Linked DNA regions of Mus musculus: region 2 is linked to region 1. The links are chromatin contacts, called in public Hi-C maps. All regions are on one chromosome and are shown on one strand. The core of a region is the stretch at or near the end of the contact, and the rest is flanking DNA. Distances in the headings are between cores, read along the strand shown. Region 1 has its middle 35 kb from the start of Kcnj2. Region 2 has its middle 11 kb from the start of Gm30158.

The links. A called contact is a pair of places that touch in the nucleus more often than the background predicts.
Region 2: a contact with region 1 is called in a Hi-C map of cortical neurons. The contact joins two enhancer-like sites. A contact is called at or near these places in 4 of 484 Hi-C or Micro-C datasets (bone marrow-derived macrophages, cerebral cortex and cortical neurons) and 1 of 115 datasets of contacts at active chromatin or transcription factors (neural progenitor cells).

What each region holds. Positions count from the first base shown.
Region 1 is chr11:111,098,540-111,104,135 of GRCm38.p6, forward strand. No RefSeq gene overlaps it. Among named protein-coding and RNA genes, the nearest start is that of Kcnj2, 35 kb to the left of the region's middle. Within about 2 kb of position 2,397, at least 11 of the 459 cell types and tissues checked have an H3K27ac peak or open chromatin away from gene starts, as enhancers often do. A contact at or near this core is called in cortical neurons, where this site is marked.
Region 2 is chr11:111,520,229-111,525,824 of GRCm38.p6, forward strand. No RefSeq gene overlaps it. Among named protein-coding and RNA genes, the nearest start is that of Gm30158, 11 kb to the left of the region's middle. Within about 2 kb of position 2,658, at least 37 of the 459 cell types and tissues checked have an H3K27ac peak or open chromatin away from gene starts, as enhancers often do. A contact at or near this core is called in cortical neurons, where this site is marked.

The DNA of each region.
Region 1 (5,596 bases), core at 1,147-3,646:
AAAATAATATATGTGTGTGTTTGTGTTATATAATACATGTTAAATATATGTTAAAAAGTTTTCTACTTTTTGTAATTCAACTTTCTTATATAAAATGTTGATGATAGTATTAGTTATGTAGACTTGATATAAAAATTACATAGAGAAAAATGTATATAAAGCTTTAAAACAATTTCTGATGCACTGTAGAGCTCTAACCCATTTTAAATAAACCCTAGTTAGTTAACATTTACGTTGTGTCTATCTAAAATATTTTAGAATCACTTTTTAAAAATCATGTTTAAAAGAGCAGGATTAAATAATGTTAACTTGTTGTCATCAGACAAAGAAAGTATGCCTTTATAGCTGCCCAAACATGCAATGAATAAGTACAACAAAAATAGATATGCTCATAGGGAAAGATGACAGGACCTCAACCCTCTACAAAGAACCATAGGCAACTATGCAATGCTGAGAATGGGGGAAAAAAAGTCTTGTCCAGGGAAAAGCACAGAGATCCATGTCCCAGTACCAAATGATCAGCCCTGAAAGTGTACATACAAGTAATATTATACAAAAGAATCAGGTTGTATTTAGGAATATATATGGGTATAAATACACATATGTGTCCGTAACAACAATCAATGAAAAAATTAGAAAGATAGCAAGAAGGGATATAGGGAGGGCTCCAAGGGGGAAAAGTAAAAGCAAATGTGATGTAATTATATTGTGGTGTCATTTATAGCATATATAATAAAATATAATCTCCAAAATAAAAGTTAAACAATAACTTTAATAAAACCTGTGGATAAAACTCAGTTGATAGAATGCTGATTTGTCACACAGAAGACTGTATAAAACTTGGACTAAGAGCTGGAGATAGCTCAGTAGTCAGGAACATTTATTATTGCTTTTATAGAAGATTCAGGTTCAGTTCCCAGTATCACATGGAGGCTCACAGTTAAATAACTCCAGTTCAAAGGGAATCCAATAATCTTCCTGGGAACTGTACACATGTGGCGTTCACACACACACACACACACACACACACACACACACACACACGAGTAAAACATTCACATGCATAAAATTAAAATTAAATGAATGCACAAACCAAAAATAAATTGGCCTAATGGCATATTGCTATAATCCCAGTCATCAGGAGGTGGAGGCAGGAGGGTTAGAATTTGAAAGTCACTCTCAGATAGACAGTAAGCTTGAAGCTGGCCTGGTTTATATAACTCTGTGTCTCAATCATTATCATCATAACCATCACCATCATCATTGTCTTCATCAGCATCATCAGCCTCATCCTCAGAATCGTATAAGTAAAGGCCATCTTTAACTTATAATTTGAAGGTATAGTATATATTTGGGTAATTTTTATTTTATTTTGCTTTTTACTTGTTGTTACATCAAAATCAAAAGCTGAAAGTCTTTATTTTCTTTTTCACTGCCCATGTGTGTTTTCTATTCAGTTGTTAAGGGTGAAGACATCGGAATCCTGGTCTATTTCAAGCCGTGGCTAAAGCAAACCATCTAAGTTAGGAAACTTGGGGAATGGATTCTTAGAGAGCACGTTCACAAAGGTGAAAAGAAGGGCAGAGAGACTGTAGCATCCACCAATCCAGGCTACAGGGCTGCAAAAGAGACTCTGCATTTTGCTTATCAGCCCATCAGCATGTAATTCTAACCACATTGTATGAGAGAGGACTAGTACTTATCAAGCTTTGGGGATATGTCTTTGCAGCTTTGAGTACTGCCATGATGAGAGAGTAACTCTAATACTCAATGCCAAGGAACCAAGGATGCTAAGGAGCTTGCCAATAGAAACATATTACAGCCAATTTGCATATGCATGCATTTTAAAGCAACTGCTATATGCTCACAGATTTGCATGCATATTTATCTATAAACTGCGTGAATTTAATACACACATGCACATAAAATGCTTTCTATATCGGTAGCATAAACACTTCTAATGTTATTGATAATATTAGCATAAGCACCCAGGAAGATTGATGCATTTCCTAGTGGTTGACTTCCTTAGAGATGAACCTTGCCTTGTTCCAAATACGATACATGCAAATAGACAAATCGTGTTATACACCCCCACCATCCAACCCCTATTAAGAATTTAGCATGGCACAAGATGTTTAAGAGTCATGTAACTTGCATTTAAAAATAACCAAAAGAAACAAACAAGAAAAGCTAGGGTCTAAAGGATCTCCCATGAAGAAGATGAGACGATGAGAAGGCCATCTGGGGTAGGTAGTAACGTTTATGTGAACCTCCTAGTGAAACATGTTGCTTTTTAAAGGAACACTTTCGTAGGTGGTTCTTTTTTATCCACCGTTGCTTTATACTGGAATCCTCCCCCACATTCTTTCATTTAGTTGCACTTTAAGAAAGCCAAACTCATGAAAAGATATATATTTCTCCTTGTCCTTTACTGAAGTAGAGCTGCTTCCTATTTTTGGACACTGTCTTAAGGAGATGTTGTAAAAACACTAAATTATTTTTTTGTAGTGGTGATGGTGGTGGTGGTGGTGGGGACACATTGTGTGCTTCATAACTTCAGAAAGACCCGAAGGAAACCAAATTCTGTGAAAACAGACTTTCAAGATCCTTTGGAAGGAAGGGGATATTGCTGCTTTGAAGGTGATGTGGTTCTGAGTCGTTTGGCCATGACCTTCTGGAGTCTTGGGATCCAGGAAGTTCTGGTTATTCTGGGTGAATTTTCATTAGCAGTAGCAGAGCTAGACATGATTCTTTACAGCCAAGATTTACAGCATTTGAGAATAAAGGGTCAATCCCCACTGCAAATACTTTTCTGTTGATAGAGATAAGTTGGAGAAAAGGAGGTGGAATGTGACAGGGACAAACAGCTTTTGCTTTTTGTCAGAACATCTATTTGCACGTATTGAAGTGTTTGTCTCTTTTCCAGTCTATGGTGGGGTTCCCCAAGCCACACATATCTTTAGATCCTATTAGCTTATCCAACACATGCACATACTGCTAATCTACTTCTCAAAGGGAAGTCTATGCATATCAAAATGCTAGAAATATTTCCAGAAGCATCTACTTTTAATAGAGGGCATTGCTTTTAAACGACCAATGGATGTACAGCAGTAGGATTACATCAGACACCTTATAGAATGTCAGTGTTTAGATTGAGTTCCTGGGTCACCTGGAAAAGTTTACGTCAGTGACCTGAAATCCCATTCTGTTGATTGTCTTCTTTCCCTTCTACGTCGCTTTCATATTCAATGACACTTCCTGGTTCTGTTGCATACTGGAAGTGCAAAAATGAGGCAAGAAAAGCAAGTTCTAGCCTTACCGAAAACATTTTTTAAAGTTCCCGCAAGAAAAAAAAAAGGCCATTGTGAAAGTTCTAATCCAGTTGTGCAATCTGCAGGTTTCCAGTCGAATAGATGCAACACTCTTGAGGCAGGTGAATTGCCATGGTTTTGAGTTCAGTCAGGGCAATAGAACAAAAACCACAAAACCTTTTTCAGTTTAAGCTTGCCAGTGTGCTCTGCTGTAATCTACAGGGGGAAACAATCTACGTTTTTGTTTCATTTAATGAAGAGTTGTGTAGGGGGAGGATTCGTCAGACCTTAGTACCAAAAGAGAGGACTGGCCACATTTTAAAGGTTTCCACGCCCATTTTGTGCATCTCATACCCCTCAGAAAAGGACTAGTATTCTCAGATGATTTAGTTCCTATGACTTATTTCTGACATGTCAGGTGATCAAACACACACCATAAAACCAAACAACTTTTCCCCTTGGAACATTATATCTACCTCTATCCATTTCTTCATTCCTATCCCTATCTCTCCCTCTCCTCTCCATCTATTTCTATCTATCTATCTATCTGTCTGTCTGTCTATCTATCTATCTATCTATCTATCTATCTATCTATCTATCTATCTATCTATCTATCATTCATTCATCTATACTTAAAACTGTAGCTCATGAATAATTTACAAAACTAATTATGTTCACACTGTGTTCAAATGACTAACAGAGCCTCCTTAGACTCTGGGCTTAAATATTTATTGAAATGGAAAAGACCCAGCATATTAGTTTTTATACTTAATTAGACTGGCATTCCTGGAAGAGAAAATGCTATTATCTGGGAATAAAGCATTTTCAATTTAAAGCACAATAATCAATCACATTTTTATCTTCTTACTCGGCATGGACCAGCACATCAGCACTTCTTTTAATTGCAGCAATCTGTCCCTTTCCTCTTGTCTTTAGAAGATTCTGTTCTTCTCAGGGATGTTATCCTTGCATTCTGACGACAGTAGTATTTGAATGGAAGGTACAGTTTCAATTTTCTTTTTCTTGTTCTTTGGAAATTCTAATCTCTAATGACAAATGTCCAGAAAAGTCATACGTTCTCCCAAAGAAGATATTAGCTGTATATACGTATATTGGGTTTTATAAAAAGTCAAATATTAGAAGACCTTGTTCTACTTGGTTTATAGTTCCATAAAAAAATCAAAATTTGCATTTTTCAAAGGCTGATTATATTGATGGGGTATGCTGGTTAGGTTTCTGACAACTAGCCACAGCTAGGGTTATTTGTGATGAGGGAGGGAACCTTAAATGAAGTATTGCTTGACTGTAGACTATGGAGCATTTTCTTTTTTTTAAATTTTTTATTACATATTTTCCTCAATTACATTTCCAATGCTATCCCAAAAGTCCCCCATACCCTTCCCCCCCACTTCCCTACCCACTCATTCCCATTTTTTTTTTTTGGCCCTGGCGTTCCCCTGTACTGGGGCATATACAGTTTGCGTGTCCAATGGGCCTCTCTTTCCAGTGATGGCCGACTAGGCCATCTTTTGATACATATGCAGCTAGAGTCAAGAGCTCCGGGGTACTGGTTGGTTCATTTTCTTGATTGATGACGATTAGTGGTGGTCCTGAGTGGTGGAAGAAAGCAAGCTGAGCAAGCCATAGGGAGTAAACCAGCAAGCAGCATTCTTCCATGGCCTCTGATTCAGTTTTAACACTAAGTTCTAGACTTGATTGCTTTGGTGATAGACTTATCCAGTCTGTCTTTCCTCCTTTGTTTTTTAAGAAGCTTTTAGTCATGTTGTTTATAATAGCAAGGAAAAACAAGCTATAACAGTGCGTTACATTATAATACTTCAAAAAAAATTAAAAGGCCGGGTGTGGTGGCACACGCCTTTAATCCCAGCACTCCGGAGGCAGAGGCAGGTGGATTTCTGAGTTTGAGGCCAACCTGGTCTACAAAGTGAGTTCCAGGATAGCCAGGGCTACACAGAGAAACCCTGTCTCGAAAAACCAAAATAAATAAATAAATAAATAAATAAATAAATAAATAAATAAATAAAATATAATACTTCATTTTGTCAGACACTATTAGATAGCATGGATACCATAGATTTGTCTCACAGTCTTGGCCATTAAAGACATGCATAATCTTTCAAGGAGAGTCACAGTGTAGAGCTGGAAGAACATTGGTGGTTGTGGTTCTTCTCTGTTATTGCCTCTTAAAACTCGCACTATTGGGAGTATAACTTTAGCAAACTGAGGCTGTAATTCAATACATATATGTAATTCATATGTCTTCC
Region 2 (5,596 bases), core at 1,408-3,907, 420 kb after region 1:
ATGGAGGAGTGTTCCTTTCTCCACATCCTTACCAGCATGTGCAGTCACTTGAGTTTTTGATTCTGATTGATGTAAAGTGGAATCACAGAGAGAGCAAAAATGGAGCAGAGACTGAAGTAAAGGCCATTTACTGACTGGCCAAACATGGAATCTATTCCGTGGATGGGTACCAAACCCTGACTTTATTACTAATGTTATGTTGGGCTTGCAAACAGGAACCTAGCATAGCTGGGTTGTCCTCTAAGAACCTTGACCAGCCAGACTGAGACAGGTGCAGATACTTTAGAGCCCCAATCATTGGACTGAGGTCATGGGACCCCTATGGAAGAGTTAGGGGAAGGATTGAAGGAGCTATAGGGGATGGCAGTCTCATAGGAAGACCAATAGTCTCAACTAACCTGGACCCCCTAGGAGCTCCCAGAGTCTAAGACACCAACCAACGAGCATACAAGGACTTATCCAAGACCCTGACACATATGTAGTAGGGGACTGCCTTGTCTGGCTTCAATGGGAGAGGTTGTGCCTAATACTGTAGAGACTTTATACCCCAGGGAAAGGAAAGACCCCGGGGGGGGCGGGAGGAGCACCCTTTCAGAGGGAAATGGGAGGAGGAATGGGGTGAAGAACTCTAGGAGAGGGGACTGGGATGGAGGGCAACATTTAGAAATGTAAATAAATGAAATAGTCAATTAAAAAAGAGAAAGAACACAGTTGCCTGAAATAGAATATAAAGACCCCCTTATCAATGTCTACAATATTTAAATGGGGTACCTGGGTAATTTATTGAAGCAATTGTCAGTCCCTAGAAGAAAACATATAAATAAATTCTCATTTCTGAAATACAACTTCTATGAAAGGTGTAATAATGACAATAGGTAACTGCTATATCCACTCCAGTAGTGACATGCGTGACAGGCCCCAGAAACCTGGCCACTGTCCCATGGCGAAAAGTTCACGGAAACTTAGTCTCCTGGAAATTTGGCATGCCCATAGCTAGAATGTCTCGGATTTGTCCCTGAGATAGTATGGAGGGTCTTGCATACTCTCTTACAGTATGGGCAAGCTTAGCAAAGTATACTTAGAATCTTCATTACAGTCAAGTATGGCAGACTACATTACTTATTAGTAGAAAGTACCCCCCCCCCACACACACAATCACTTAGAATAATAGCCAAGCTACTCCCATATGCAAGAATTTACATATGGAAATTCTAGGAAGAAGGAAGGTTGTGGTCTAAGGAGGAACCAGAGTAGATACTTAGAACTATAGATAGCTGAGTTACACTCCTACACAGGAATTTACAATGCCCTAGGGGGAAGGTGGACTATACAATAGACTAGAATTGGAACTATGGCAAGGGCATGAAGCCCTTGTCCCTGACTTCTAAGATTAAGCTGACCTTAGATGGGGTTGCTTTCGATCCCAGTTGTTAACATTGATTTTTATCCCACTTGGTTCATGTTAGCTTTTTGTATGCATTCCTCTGTTTTGTGAAAAAGTCACTTATAAGACTGGTGCTCACTTTGAGACAAATTACATTCAGATACACACTCTCTCTGGGTCTGTATTTGTTTGTCATTTCTCGCCAACTCCATTGCCCACCTGTCTGGAACTCCGAGTTCCGGAGCACGGATTGAGGGGAGCCCGACTGAGGTCAGTCCGCAGCAAATTACTAATTTGTAATATTTGTGAATTTCTGCAATAGAATGATCTTCCTTTCTTTATTACCAGTCTGTCTACTTCTTTATACTGAAGCTCTTTCAGGTTGGACTGATGTCTTAACTAATTGCATTTTGGACTGTGAGTTATTGGCCAAAATATAGCAATCCAACCAACCATTCAGAAGTTTCTGTTTGTATCATCTAGACAGGCATTTTTAAAACTGAGACTCCAAGTGACTTTTCTCCAGCATTTAGCAATAGTTGTTCTACTAGAGTAGGCATTCTAGAATTTTCCACAGAGGGTGCTAATTAAAAGAAGAGTCCCCCAGTGGCCTTCAGACATCCACGGATGGATCATCGGGCCACATCAGGCTTTCAATGTCTCTCGTTTCTTTTCCTAACCTATGGGGCTTCCATGAGACATACTGCATGGATTTTTCTGTTTTTTTCAAAATCTGACACAGAACCAAGTGTAACTTTACTCGATACTCCAGCGAAATGGAATGAGCAAATTACGAGGTGAACTTTGACCTTGCCTAGCTTAGTGTTTTGCATGTTGAATTCATCAAACAACTGCAGCTTCTACTCGGTTTTGCTTTTTTGTGCGTAGTGAGGGAAAGTTTAGTATCTTGTTAATCAACAAAATCATTTTAGGTAACGACCCTGGGCAAGTGAATAAGGCGGTAAACTTCATTTCAACACGACTATCTTTGTCGCCTGGATAATTTCAATGTTTCTCCAATATGAATATATTATATGCTTTCAAAATAAAGGTGAAGCCGACTACTGTGGATTGAGCTTGCAGAGTCGCACCCCCCCCACCCCCCCCCCACCCCACCCCCGCAGGACTGACCACTCGCAGTTCGTTTGTCCAAAGTTAAACTTAATCTTCTCGTTTTCTGTGTCCAATCTGACTGGACCAGTATCACTAGTTTCCCAGGAAACCTTGAAAGCTAATCTTTACATAACTGCCTGTGCCCACTGTTGGAATCCAGCCACTGCTGGGGACAGGCATAGCAGCTGCTCCTCTGCCTCATAGCAACACTTCACAACAGCGTGGGAGGAATACAAAGAAGAGCAATATCCCGAAATTAAACTGCCCTGGGGAGGGTGAGGGACGGGGCAGAAGATAACAGTCAACAGACTTGCTCTGAAGGAAAAAAAGGGTGAATTTTTAATGAACAGAGAGAAGCAGTCTTTGGTTTCATCGTCTGCTACAAAAGCTAGGATGCATATTTAAATACCATCCTGTCAGATCTTTCGTTTTAAACACACTACCAGAAAAGTAATTATATTTTTAATTGGACGGCTTTTATTTCGGGACGAAGCAATAAAATAGACCACTAACCGCAAAGAATAAAAGTCACTGCGTTATGCTTTTGCATAATTTCTATTTCTCCCCAAAGTCTATGACATTTCAGTCAACCATCGCTTGTCTAGCATTGCCAAAACAGAAATGATAATAAAGACGCTCTGGTCTCTCTTTAACACAGAAAGAAGAAATGCATTATATTAGTAGCAACCGTAATTTGAACCACGATTCACAAAACATGGGTTAGAAATAAGACCAGTAAAGTCAAACTTTCATGTAAAAGGGAAACAGAATAAACAGAATTGAGAGCTGTGGGAGGTGCTGTCGTTCGTCTTGCATTAATGCTCCTACATAAGTGGACAAAAAGGAGATTGATCGATCGTCTATTGAGCCCCGAGATCTCCACACCCAGAATATTGCCTACAACTTCCCATAAGGGAGGGCATGCTTTCCCCCCCAGCACAATGGCGCCACCTGTTGGCCAAACCAATTAGACGTGCTTTCATTTGTTTTGGGTGTTCTGGTCCACCTGAAATAAGCCACTGCTATCCTACCGGAACTCCCTTATGGGATGTGGATTCTAAGAGACTCTCATCTCATGTACAAATAATAAATTTTATTAAACAAATACTGGGGCAGGAGCCATGATTTGTGGGGACCCAACAAAAGTTGAAAATTGAAACCCATACTTGTGAGAGCCAAAAGTGACATTCAGGTACTTGCACACAAAACATTTCCTTTCTTTTGCTCAGCGGCATCTTGTAACGTGTCAGTGTCTTTTGTTAGCTTGGTGCCATTTATTTTCTATAATTCTAGTTTTAATAAGTTACCATGTATAATTATCATGAATTCTCTGATCTACTGTGTTTTGCAAAGCCGATTTACAAAGTGAGAGAACAGTTCACTCATGATTCTAAATCCCTGGATTTCCTCCTCTAATTGATTATTTAGAAGTAAAATAAAAAAATTAAAAGAGTTTTCATTCTGTTAAAAGGGTTTTTTTTTAAGTAAAAGAAAGAATGAAAAGAAGCTGAAGTATGATTGTGTTCCATCTCTGTGGTAGATTTCAGAATTACTGGTTATCTGATATGTGGAAAAAAGAAATGCCCAAGAAAATCTGGGATATGAATGTTTGTCCTCTGTGTTTTCTAGAATGTCATAATTTTTTTTTCCTGCACTAGTTAACAACTTCTGGCTTTAATGGAAATTTGGACTTTAAGACTGTAGGAATATCCATCCAACCCTCTACTTCTTGTACATTCCTGAAGCCTTCCCAACCTCGAAGGCCTAGCTTGGTGCTATATCCAGTGCTCCCCACCCCCGTAGTCTGAATAGCACTACTTGAACATCCCACAACCTAAGCTATTGTCTACGTTGCATCCTAGCAATGCAAGGTAAGTCCTTATGGCCAAAGACTCCATGTACTTCAAACACAGGACCCAGAGGTCCTGAGCTGGATCTGACTTTTAAGTCTCTTCCCCAGTACTAGTCTCCATGCTACTAGATGGTTCCATTCAAACTATCAAGGGATTAAAACAACTAACTTGCCTATCCAGGTATAACACCTATAAACTACAATGGCCAGCAATATACTATAACCCTAAGGGTGCAACAGCAGTATGTATTTCTCGAGGGTAACCAACAGCTTTCTAATGAGACTTAAAGCCTGCTCAACAGAAAGAAATTGTGTCTGGTAGTGGAAACCTAACTATTCATGGCTAGTGAGGTCATTGGTCTCAGAGAAGAAACTACAGGTATCACTTTACTAAATGAAGGTAATTCCTAACTGCATTCTAGGCACTTATCTGTATGACCACAGGTAAGTGTAGGCCTCACCTCCTATCAAAGGAACTTCCATTTCCAAAAGAAAGAGATCATTACAGAAAATCACAACTGTTTAAAATGCAGAGAATAAGGACCCATCTAAAATGCACCTCCTGTACTGAGGATCAAGGGATTTGAAGCAGAAGATGGGGGAGATTGTAAGAGTAAAAGAGACCAAGAAGTTTTCTGTGAGATTTCAGGTCCTAAAAGTGACAGAGAAGTGACAGCCATGGATATGGCTGCCTAAATTGGACATGTACAAGGACACCAGCAATACATATGCTAACATAGGAGGGGCAAATCTCACAGGGCTCCAACCCTAGACACTGAACTACAGGCAACAAAGACATGCTGAGAATACTCCTGTTCAGGTCTTCCGGGAGGAAGTCTGCAGAACCCCTCAATCAATTATCCCATGTAGTCATTCCTGAAAAAAATATATATTCTGAGATATATATGTATACATATATACATATATGTATATAGGAGAGGGGGAAAGGAGAGGGGGAAAGGAGAGGGGGAAAAGAAGTAATTATATTTTAATTTAAAAATGAATAAAATACCTTTAAAAATAATGTTTGGAATACCTGATAACTAAGTTGGGAATGCAAAATGATTGCCTACCTCTAAACTTCCACACAATGTGAATTCACTGGAATTTTGTGTCATGGGGTACTGCAGATGTTCCAAGAATAGGAGGAAGAAGCCCTCAGTCACTCCATACAGCGGATTGCACACCCCTCTTCCGCTTCCATGAGTGTTCCATATCTCATTTGCCACTTACATTATAAAATGTGA